Regions from separate parts of the Zea mays genome. Here region 2 is linked to region 1. Evidence: chromatin contacts called from public Hi-C data. All regions are on one chromosome and are shown on one strand. The core of a region is the stretch at or near the end of the contact, and the rest is flanking DNA. Distances in the headings are between cores, read along the strand shown. Region 1 holds the start of LOC100272451. Region 2 has its middle 33 kb from the start of LOC118473404.

Evidence for each region. A called contact is a pair of places that touch in the nucleus more often than the background predicts.
Region 2: a Hi-C map of endosperm shows a contact between it and region 1, with 2.2 times the contacts expected there. The contact joins the enhancer-like site here to the promoter of LOC100272451 in region 1. A contact is called at or near these places in 11 of 25 Hi-C or Micro-C datasets (bundle sheath, ear, endosperm and 4 more) and 1 of 3 datasets of contacts at active chromatin or transcription factors (leaf).

What each region holds. Positions count from the first base shown.
Region 1 is chr9:139,732,890-139,738,602 of Zm-B73-REFERENCE-NAM-5.0, forward strand. LOC100272451 reads right to left here and starts at 3,015. Exons shown (of 2, transcript NM_001146925.1): 1 at 2,628-3,015; 2 at 798-2,136. The coding sequence starts at 2,784. The coding sequence ends at 1,244.
Region 2 is chr9:139,805,879-139,811,591 of Zm-B73-REFERENCE-NAM-5.0, forward strand. No RefSeq gene overlaps it. Among protein-coding and RNA genes, the nearest start is that of LOC118473404, 33 kb to the right of the region's middle. Within about 2 kb of position 3,558, at least 18 of the 20 cell types and tissues checked have an H3K27ac peak or open chromatin away from gene starts, as enhancers often do. A contact at or near this core is called in bundle sheath, ear, endosperm and 3 more, where this site is marked.

The DNA.
Region 1 (5,713 bases), core at 1,765-4,264:
GAACGTAACTGCTGGCTGCTGAGAGAGCATGCAACACGTGTAATGCCCGCCGGGCCCTGCCGCGATCACATCGATCGATGGCCCGCGACGCCACCGGCCGGGAACTGTTGGCGATGACGCGACGTCTCCGTCCTCTCCTCTCCTCCTCTCCCCGCCTCGCTCGCTCCATAGATCTGGTCCGATGATCTCTCTGGCGGCAACGAAACGCACATCCATCCATCCATGTCGGCATAAACAAATGGAGTCGCCGTCGGATATATAATCATCATGGTGATAACTAAACCAACAGAAACGGCCGGAAAGAGCAAAGCGAGTCGATCGCCCACTGAGACCGAGGACCGAGAGGCGCGTGATCGAGGATCCATCACAATTAGCGGCGAGAATTTGGCGGGGACGTACGCATGCTGGACCCCCAGTAGTAGTACTTGTAGGCGACTTGGGCTTGACGTCTCAACTCACTCGCTCATCTTCCTACCACCTATGGTTTCCTTCGCTTCTAGAAATTGTCAGATCTTAGGGTGGTGTTTGACACTAGTACTAGCTTCAGCGTGCTGTGATGTATAATATAAATCTAAATGGTTTTAACAAATACTTTTAATCTAAATAAGAAATACAATAATTTATCTAAATATCTACTAAAAGTTTCCAACTTCAGCTTTACGATTTTTTTAAAGCTCATAATGATATGTTTCATCAATTTCATCAAATTTTGTGAAGCTAAAGCACTCCCAAACAGAGTCTTTTAAGTTCGTTCGTTATAACTTCGATCATGCTATATATGTCCCTCAAAAGAGTCTGTCATCAGTAACTTCACTGTTCATATGTATTGAACTTAATTACTCAAAAAGAATGTGTAAAATTAGACGGCACGTACAAACACTTAACGCTACTAGTATATATGTACTACTACAACAGCTACGTTTTTCCCCTTTTCTGGAATTTTCTTGGCGTATATACCCTACAAGCCGCTAGGGAATCAAGACTAGGAAACGGAGTAGAACTGGAGCGGAAGAAAAGTCCTGGAGGCAAGAACAGCAAGCATCTTGAACCGAGCAAAGAGTAGCCGTCCCGCGTCGTCTTCGGTTCCTCCAAAATAATCTCTCTCCTTCTTCTAACCCGTGTCTCTGCTAGCTCTCTCGGCACCTTCGCTAGGCGAGGAGTCCCCGACGTGCGCGGTGTCCGATCCACCACCGGTTTAATTTGACGCCGTGGATTTCCATGTCGCCGCGCGTGTGGGTTCAATTCACACGCCCTGCGCTTGCGTGAACCACAAGCTGTCGTCCGTGCTCCAGATGCTCTCCACGTCGAAGCTGCCGATCTCGAAGTCCGCGACGCAGCCCAGATCAGGGAGCTCGGATGACGACGCCCACGTCGCCTCCCCGAGCAGGCACGACCATTGTTGCTGCTGCTGCTGCTGCTGGTGTCCGGCCAGGAGGACGGCGGCGGTGCTGCTGGAGGCGTCGCAGGTGGTGGTGAACCACTCCGCGCCACCCACCGGCGCAAGCCAGCAGGGCTGTGCGCCCGCGCCGGAATCCGATGACGGGGAGGCCGACCCGGCCGTGGTAGTGCTCGCCGACAGCTCCGGCACGGCGGCGGGGTTGTTCATCAGTAGCTGATGATGATGGTCACCGTCACCGACGGCGGCGGCGGCGGCGGCTGGGTAGCAGTCTGCGGGAGGCCAGCAGCAGGCGTCCGTGGCGGGGAGGTCCGGCGACGCGTAGAGGCCGTCGTCGGCGCCGCCGCCGCCGCCGGGCTGCCACGACGACGGCGACGAGAGCGGCGTGTCCGCGGCGCCCGCCTTGTGCTGCTGCGGAGCCCCCGCGGCGCCGGCGTTCTGGATGCGCTCGACGAGGCGGGGCATCCAGAGGTAGCGCATGACGTCCTTGAACTGCTGGCTGTTGACGTCGCACTTGAGCTGCTTGGCGTGCTTCTGCACGCGCGTGCGCCAGTAGTTCTTGATCTCGTTGTCGGTGCGGCCGGGGAGGTGCTGCGCGATCTTGGACCAGCGGTTGCCCCAGCGCGAGTGCAGCTCCAGGATGAGCAGCTGCTCCTGCGGCGTGATGTTGCCTCGCCGGAGGTCGGGGCGGAGGTAGTTCAGCCACCGGAGGCGGCAGCTCTTGCCAGTGCGCCTCAGCCCTGCGTCATCGATCGTCACATGATGATCAGTAATATAACCCACACGTCATTAATTCCACGCTCGCTCGCCATTGCTGCTGATTACATATACTACTATACATGTCACACTAGCTAGCGAGCACCTGCTGTCGATCTCAATTAGTTATGCAGACGAGACATGAGGGTGGTATGTCAGTGATGACAAGATGCGTGATGTAACTAAATACCCCTACGGCCGGGAATGATGCTAACCACTAAAAAGTCCTCTCTTTCTCACTCACTACTGTAGGCTCTGTCTGTTTCCACATTAGCAGGTACTCCGTACCAGATGCAAAGTGACAGCTTTGCCAACAAAGCCTTCTTCGTGTTCCACGAGACCACGATTGCTCAGGCGGCTGTGCGCTAAACTAGCGATGCAGAGCTTCGATCGATCGACACCATGTAACTGATCGATGATATATGCAGCGCATATCACTGGATTCTATCCTAGCTACATATACATAGGTACCCACCTGCTGATCGGGCGAGCGAGTTCCAGCGGCCCTCGCCGTGCGCGGCGACGTAGTTGACCAGCAGGAGGTCCTCCTCCACCGTCCAAGGCCCGCGCCGCAGCTCGCCGGCCACCACCTCCTCCTCGCTGCTCGCGTCTCTCTCGTGCGCCATGTCCATCAGATTCCGACCGACGATCCCCTTGTGAGACGTTGAGCGGCGGGCTGCTGCGCTGCTGGACGATGATGACTAAGTATATGTGGCAGTGTTCGAAGAAGAGTGCTGGGAGGAGAAGGCGGGAGAAGGAAGGAAGGAAGAAGAGTGCGATAGATGAGGTGGGGCGGGAGAGGAGGAAGGGCTGGGCTTATATAGACGACGACACGCAGACGGATCAGCCGGGCCAGGAGAAGGGGAGGAGAAGGTAGGCTGGTGGTGGACTTGGATGGAAGGAAAAAAAGGACCATGTGCAGGGCCGGCCCTGGACAGGTGCCGGCGGTGCCGCCGCACCGGGCCTCCGAGAACCAGGGGGCCTCTTCTCGTATATACGTGTATGTGTATATATAGAAAATGTTTATTTAGATTACAACACAAAGATCGATAAAGGCCAAAGTCCATCAACGTGCAGTATGCATGCATGTTTAAGCTCGATTACTTGGCTTCTCGTGGACGCTTGAGCTGCAGTCCTCTTGCCTTCTCGTGGAAGCCTCCGCTCATGTTGTTCAGGTTACAACAATAGCCTGGCACCGCCAGCAGCTAGCAGCGACAGTCGAGAGGGATCACCCTGTCCGCTGTTCTGCCGTCTGCCCAGACCAGGCTTGCCGCGTGCCGTGCCTAGCGTGCCCTGTCTCAGCCCTCCATAACTTCGTCAAGTTTGCTACTCTACTTTTGCTGATTCGTTTTCGTCTCAAACCAATCTTTACTAGTTAAATGTTCTTTATTTTTGAGTATAGGTTATTTTGCATTGTGGTCACCATATTCCACATGTCGTCCACTAGAAAGCATGCATCTAGTAGTGAAAAAGGAAAAAAAAACTTAAGGAGTTTAATGCATCTCAATATTCATAAAATTTTGGTATTTATGATCAATGGAGCCTCAATTTTTGTCTCGCACCGGGTCACCAAATTCTCAAGGCCGGCCGTGAGCATGTGGGGGACTGGGTCAGGGAGCACGCCGCAACCAGGGAGATTATTAGTTTATCCCTTTTGATCTCTTTCGCTTTTAAAGCCAAAAGTTCAGGGGTTAATCGGGGCTCGGGGGCGATTCAGATTTTTTTCCCGACTGGGGGTCTGCAGATGGAGGGCGTGTGTGGTGGGCCTGGTGGCGATTAATTACTGTCTGGGGATTGTTACTCCTGTATTATAATCAACGGTTGATTAATCGATCGGATACCGTACACGGGTTGGGCTTGGGGGGGCTCCGGTGAGTTTGACTGGTTGACTCCATCGCCTGGCCCCGGGCCCCGGCTAGCCCACTCGCACTCGCACCGCACGATGGGCATGCGCATGGAAGCACAGCTCGTTGCTGGGCACGCGCTCGAAGCACGTACGGGATGTGGGCCCGGCTTAAAAGAAGGCAGGGGGCTACTCATTTGAGCTAGGAAATACGAGCCAGCTACTGAGCTATACAGCTCGTGTGAACATATGTACCAGCTGGCCAGCTCTCAGTGTCAGGTAGTCCACTCCGGTGGAGGGAGGTCGGTGGAGTTTTCAGCACATGGAAAACCAAACTAAAATTTGGCACAAATTGTTGGTGCTGCTGCCTGAAATGGCGTGGAGCATACTGTATGCCCCTAGGAGGTTTTATGTGGATCCGACAGCGACCCTTTCCTTTCCTTGGTTTTTCTACTTCTTTTTGGTTTTCCTTGCGCATCATAATAAGATCTATATTTTAACTGTAGGTTCTACAAATGAATGACAATGGGGGTTTTTCTTGTGGTGAAAAATGTTTATCAAGTCCCAGATCTTGGACTCACACCAGTCCTAGCTATTTTCTAAGTGATAAGAGGACACTCACTCGACAATAGGTTATCTATGATGGCTTCGTCGATCTCAAAAATAGACATTAGGCGTACTGGTTTCAAAACTTTCCATTTGCTAATGTCTTCCCTTTACATGCAGACCTATTCATGGGCACCTTGCTGATCAACCTGACTCGCCAGCGCGGCGGGTTATGGATAAACTCAACCCCCAAAAAACCTAATCCAAATGGAAAAACCTCCCATGATTTGTATTATTCATTAGTTGCCTTGTCTCGTTTGGTGCCCTTTGGTGCCCTCAAAGAGCATCGATTAGTTCTTATTAGAGCATCTCCAACAACGTGACCTATAAAAATGCCCTATATTTTGAAAATAAGTATAGTTTATAAAATTTAGGGCACCAACAAAACACCCCACTCCAACAGTAAAGGCCCAAATCTAGATTATAGGGCAGTCAACTACGGTGTAGAGCATCGATTAGTTCTTATTAGACAAGCACATCTATTACCATGTATTGCCACATTCTAAAATTCCCTTTGCCATCAAATTTCTATATATACTTGATTATTCCACATCTTTGACAACATCTTAATCTTGTGATCCTTATCCCTATCAACCTTCTCACAAAATAAAATCAGCATAGCTTTGGCTTTGATACCACTTGTTAGAATATGATACCCCTAACTATGCATCCCAACCACTTACGAATCAGCGATAGTTACTCCCAGTAGGAACATAGACCATCTTTTTTGGTCGGTCGCCCTTTCCAGAATTTTTCTTAGCCAAACATGTTTAACTCATATGACGCTTCTCTAGCTAGCTAGTCCTAGACATCCAGCCACACAGTTGTATATCTCCACTTATTTTCTTGACCTAAAAGAACATGTTACTCGCTCTAATGCAGTAATAACAATGTGCACTTTCAAGACAGCCATCATTGAATTTATCCGGAAATGTTTGGTATTGGTTCACTTCAAAACCCACCGCCAGTTTTGAGTTCCAGACCCTCACGGTCAAATAACGACCAGAAAACGATCGCAACATATGCTATGTAGGGATCCACGTACGTACGTACGTCACCAGATAGTTGTTTCCTCGACAGCGATCTGTTGCCTCCCCCGGCCCTGTGGCGTC
Region 2 (5,713 bases), core at 2,308-4,807, 74 kb after region 1:
AAGTACGCGATGACAAGTCAGCACAACGTAGTATACAGAATAATAAAACTGGCATGGAACCAAAGAGGTGGCTATTAGCATAGTGACAAAAAAGTTGCACACCAAGGTCTTCCGATCACTAGATATATATGTCTTTGGCTGAACTCGATCTTTAATTGACGTTGTATTTAATAATTCACCATCAGATAAAAAGATGTATGTATATATAAGACCGATCGATCCCAACGGATGCATAATCGTTTTGCCTCATGTGTGTGCCCGCAATGCAAAAGCTTCCAACCGGCGATGCATTTGTGTGCCGCGGCCGAGGAGAACTAAAAATGTGTATCATCTCTGCTCGATGCATTGTGCACGGTCAGAAATATTTAATAGGATGCCTTTATGCATGCCCCGATTGGATACTCCTTCTTTTTGCATTCGCGTTGGGTTGCTCCAAGAACATCTTCAAGAACTCTCCAGAAAATGACTCTTTAAAAAATCAGTTTTAAGAGACATCTAAATAATTAGTGGGGATAAATTTTAATCATTTCTCCAACAGATCCTTTAAAACGGCAGATTGTTTCTGGCCTGGGGAGCCCCAAAACTCTCTCATTTATAGCTATAAATGAAGGAGTTTTAAGGGCTATGAAAAAGTTGGAGACACATTTTTGTGTTTTTTTCTAAAAAAAATGGATTTAGAAGAGACTTCTGGAGAGCTCTTAGAGATGCTCTAAGTACTATAAGGATATAGCCAGCAGACCGTATATATAGTCATACAAAATAATATATTGTACTCTAGATCATACTGTTTATATAGTAAAGTTTAAAATAAGAGATAGAGATGAGCTGCTCGAGATAGCCAGCCTAACGCATCCATCGGTTAACTTTTATTATTTTTCCAGCGGAATATGACAGAGATATATAGTTCATCACTAAAGCCGCCCGTGCGGCACGATAATTCGCATCATTAGACACGCACACGGAATTGAATTCTAGTGGTACGCATCATAATTAGAGTTGCCAAATACACAGTTGATTTCTTCTTATTCTTATTATATATGATGCTATGTGTAGGCAAGTGTGGGTTCCCCCTAACCTGGTGAATGAGAAATAACTGAATTAAAATAGATCGGGGCCACAATGTAACCATGGCATATAGGAAAAAGGATATTATTTTGCTTTGCAAAAAGTTGTCCCCCCCTGCGCTCGTTGTCAAGCTGCTTGATGATCATCGTCATTCTATCCGCGCGCATAACTGAAAATTACAGCCTTTGAAGAAAAGTTACCAACTACCAAAGGATATTTTGCTTTGCATCCTCTCCTACAAGGTAACCCCGCGCGCGCGCGCGCGATATCGTATTTTTATAGGCGTCAGTGTCAGCGTAGAAAGTTAATGATCGATCCGTGTCGTTGATCGCCGGTAGTACAGCTGGTAGTTTTCACCACCAACCTAATCGACCCCCTGCCATGATTCGTGAGCACCCCAATCTAGCTATAGCTCCCTTGTTAATATATTCTAGTTCGAGCTTTAGTAGATGCTATGCATGCTAATGCTCTTAATCACTTGTTTATGGCTCACAGTGCATAGGCTATATTGCTTGCCACGCCATTGCCGGGTACTTCGTCTATCTGCTTCTTAGTACGATCGGTCTCTAAAATATTCCTGCCACAAGCTAAGTGCAAGGCCAAGTAGTAGCAGTAGACGAATTCAGATATGCATCATGCCCCCTGCAAATGGCTGCTGTGGTCCCTAATCTCGCCTCAGACTAAGTGATCCCCGATGAAGCAATACGAGTAATTATATATGATTAGATGACTGGGTCTATGAGTTCTAGAAGCGCACTGTTGGCATGGTGCGCGCGCGTGCAGCAGACGAACAACGACCACCAAAGCCTCGTCGAACGCGTGACCACTGCACTAGCCGGCTAGCCCGCGCGCGCAGCTCGCCGGCGGCCGAGACGGCGGCGGCGGCGGCTACGCGTGTGGACGTTTTTTCTTTCACGGACGTACGAACCGAACTAGAACCGGTCAAAATTACCTTGAATTGATCAGTGCCATATAAACAACTCACCAAAAACTAACGAAATTCTAAATAAATGTCCTCTCAGAAGACAATAGTGATTGGGGGTGTCCTTAGAAAAAGTTCAGGCAACACAAAGGAACATTCATAACAGCGAAAGTTAAAAAAAAATAGCTTGGGCGAAACGCTCTAAAATACAAAATAAGGTTGATTTCCGATCACCAATCAAACAAAAATAATGTCTCTCTAGATCATGATTAGTTTATCTCGATACGCCCCTACCATGATCTCGACACGTGTAATTGTCAGTTCTCGATCGTTCGCAATCTCCTCCGTATTTTCGTTTAATCTCCTCATCGTTTTCTTATAGAGTGTTTGGTTTGGAGAATCAAACCATCCAAATTGAAGTGGTGCATTATGGGTTTATTCCTCAAATTTATTGAAATGACTTCATTCCTCATATTAGTACTAACTAACTATAAGGAATGAGGTGGTGATGGATCAACTCATTCTATTCCACAAACCAAAAAAAATAGTAAGGAGTGAGAAGATGAGAGACTAGTTTATTTCTCAAACCAAACACCCCATTAGTGATCAAAGCAAAGTGTCTCGCCAGTCGCCAGAGGTTAAAGAGCGTGAATGTTGGACGACAAACTCATTAGTGTTTGTTCGGTTATTTTCAATTCATATGAATTAGAGATGATTGATATGGATTAAGAGAGATCTTGACTTACTAGGAATTGAAACACCGTTAATCCCCCTTAATCTATATGAAGGCCTCACGTGGCTCACACCATTAGTAAGTCTTCTACAACTAATTTCAACTATACGCTTGGGGAAAAATTTTTTTGAAACAAAGATATATGCCGGGCATTTGATCCAAACGTGTAAACGACCGAAGTGACTGGTTTATGGGGTGTTTGGTTTAATGAATCACTCCATTCAAAATATGGTGGTGCATCATGGGTCAATTCCTCAAATTTGATGGGATAACTCCATTCCTCATATTAATACTAACTAAATAACTATAAGGAATGAGGTGATGATGAATCAACTCAATCTATTCCACAAACCAAACAAAAAAAAGTGAGGAGTGAGAAGATGATGGACTAGCTCATCCCTCAAACCAAACATTTTATTAGTTAATCGTACCACAACTTTTCCTGGTCGCCGAGATAGATTGAGCGTAAAACATGCGTGAACTCTCGTTCCACTGATACAGCGTGGTGGCTGCCAGTTAATTGCTCTCTAGCTCGCGTCTTTGACTGCTAGAGAGCTTTTAGAGGTGTTTAAATGTGCTAGAGCTAATAGTTAGTTGGCTAAAAATTTGCTAGTAGAATTAGGTAGCTAACAAATAGCTAGTTAACTAAAAATAGCTAATAGCTAAAATATTAGTTAGGATGTTTAGATATCTTTAGTTAATTTTAGTCACTAATTATTAACTCTGAATGTATTTAAACACCCTTAAAAGTACAAGTACAAATACAGCAGCCACTAGCGGCACGTACCTTCAATTCGGATGTCTACTACCGACCTGACGCAACTATCGGACCGGACGCCGGGCCGGGCCCGCAGCTTGGACCGGCAGGCAGACCCTGGTCGATCCATCATCCATCGATGGGGATGGCCCGAGAGAAAGAAAGAAAATTCTAGAGAAAATTCCTGGTATGCCATCAGATTTTATACTCATCCCTTGTGTGTCACTGAGTGGCATATAGGTATATTTTTTGGTGTCTATGACATGTGGGGCCAGTGGCATACAAGGAATGAGTATATTTTACAGTGGCATACAGGGAATTGGCCCATTATTCTAAGAGACCAGTGGTCAAACGCGAGCGATTATCCAAAGGCTGAGCTAGGAGGGTCAAAATTAAATGATGACATATGGGGGGTACTGGTACTGCTTTGTTTTTTCTCCATGCATGGAGACAGGTCGAGACAAATGTTAGGGCTGCACGTGGGGGCCCACAGTGAGCCCCTGCCACTGGCAGACACAGGGTCGACGTGCTGACTTATTTGGGAGCGGGCAGTGTTAGGTTAGGTATGTGTGTGCCAGCGGCTGCTGATGATGATGCAAAGCTTCAAAGTACAAAAGACGCCGCTGCGCTGACTAGGTCTGATTTTGATTTGATGCTCAATCATGCATGCGCCGGTTCGGAGTTGTTCTTTCCGGGTGCGTGTTGTGTCAACTGTCAATGCACCGTGCAACTGGGGTCTAGAAAAACGGAGACATGTTGGAAGCATGCATGCATTCGCTTCTAGAAGAGAGCGCCGCAAGAAATATAATGCCGCCGGGGGAGAAAAAATAAAGAAGAAGTTGTATCGTTTCCAATGTTAATATATACTAGCAGCCTTGTTATGGATTATAGTGTATTAGAATAAATTGATATGAATTTTGACTTGTTATAGATTTAAACCGACTCAATACCACCTAATCCATATGAATTTTGACTTGTTATGGATTTAAACCGACTCAATACCACACAATCCATATGAATTAACCGTGAAACGAACAAGCTCTTATGTGGAAATAATCACACGATATTTATGTTTCAATATCATCACATTGGTTTTGTTTCATATACAGGCTAGTTTCCCAAGCCAAACACTTATATATTTGGTCTCGATTCTGACTTTTAACAAAAATATTCCTAAACGGACTGCTACCATAAAACCGATTTCGATAGTTTTTTTTGTCGTTTTTGAACCTGATTAATTAATTAATTAAACGAAAACAGGATACAAACGGGATGATTGTAGTATACTATCGACTGCGCTCAGTTAGTTTTCTTTACCAATACATACCAATAAAAGCTTCTAATAGCTAGGTTTTAATAAACGTGCAACGAACATGGTCACTACAAAGAATGTTACTATCTTAGCATGCATGTGGTCAAATTTGAGACCACCATGTCGGTATATGAAATGGACATCGATCTTCATGTACTGGTACAGATTTACCTGTTGAATATATATATAGCAAGGATTTCGTCGCTGGAACTGATTGCTGTCCGATTTTTTTGGACTGGGGCAGTAGATAACGACGTCTACACACAGGTTGAATACTTGGTCGAAGAATATATACATAACCCAACGGTTTCGTTGGAAATGATTTGACCCGCCGTACTGCGTGACATATATTTCTTTTGTTTTCTGAGTTTTGAGACAAAACCTACTACACACTAATATAATTAAGCTGACTATTCCTCTCTCAGCAGGGTCGTCCATCCAATAAGAACAACAACGACGAAGGTAGAAAACTCTACAAGCTAAGTATATATCTAGATACGAAGACGTGCACGATCTATTCTAGCTAGCTATAGTAAAACACTAGCGATCGAGCGACATTATTAGCTAGCCGCAATTTTGTTGATTAGTGTGGGGGGAATCACTACCGGAATCCGAGGCTTTGCCGAGTGTTGTATTCTTTGCCGAGTGCCTTTTGTCGGGCACTCGGCAAAGAAGGCTTTGCCGAGTGCCGCACTCGGTAAAGTTAGGCTCTCGGCAAAGAGCCCCTTTACCGAGTGCTAAACACTCGGCACAGGTAGGCACTCGGCAAACGGGGCTCTCGGCAAAGGGCCGTCAGCGGCCGTCCCAGAGCTGACGGCCGTCAGTCTTTGCCGAGAGCCAACGGCTGGCACTCGGCAAAGAGGCTTCTTTGCCGAGTGCTACGTAATAGACACTCGGCAAAGCCCTCTTTGCCGAGTGTCATAC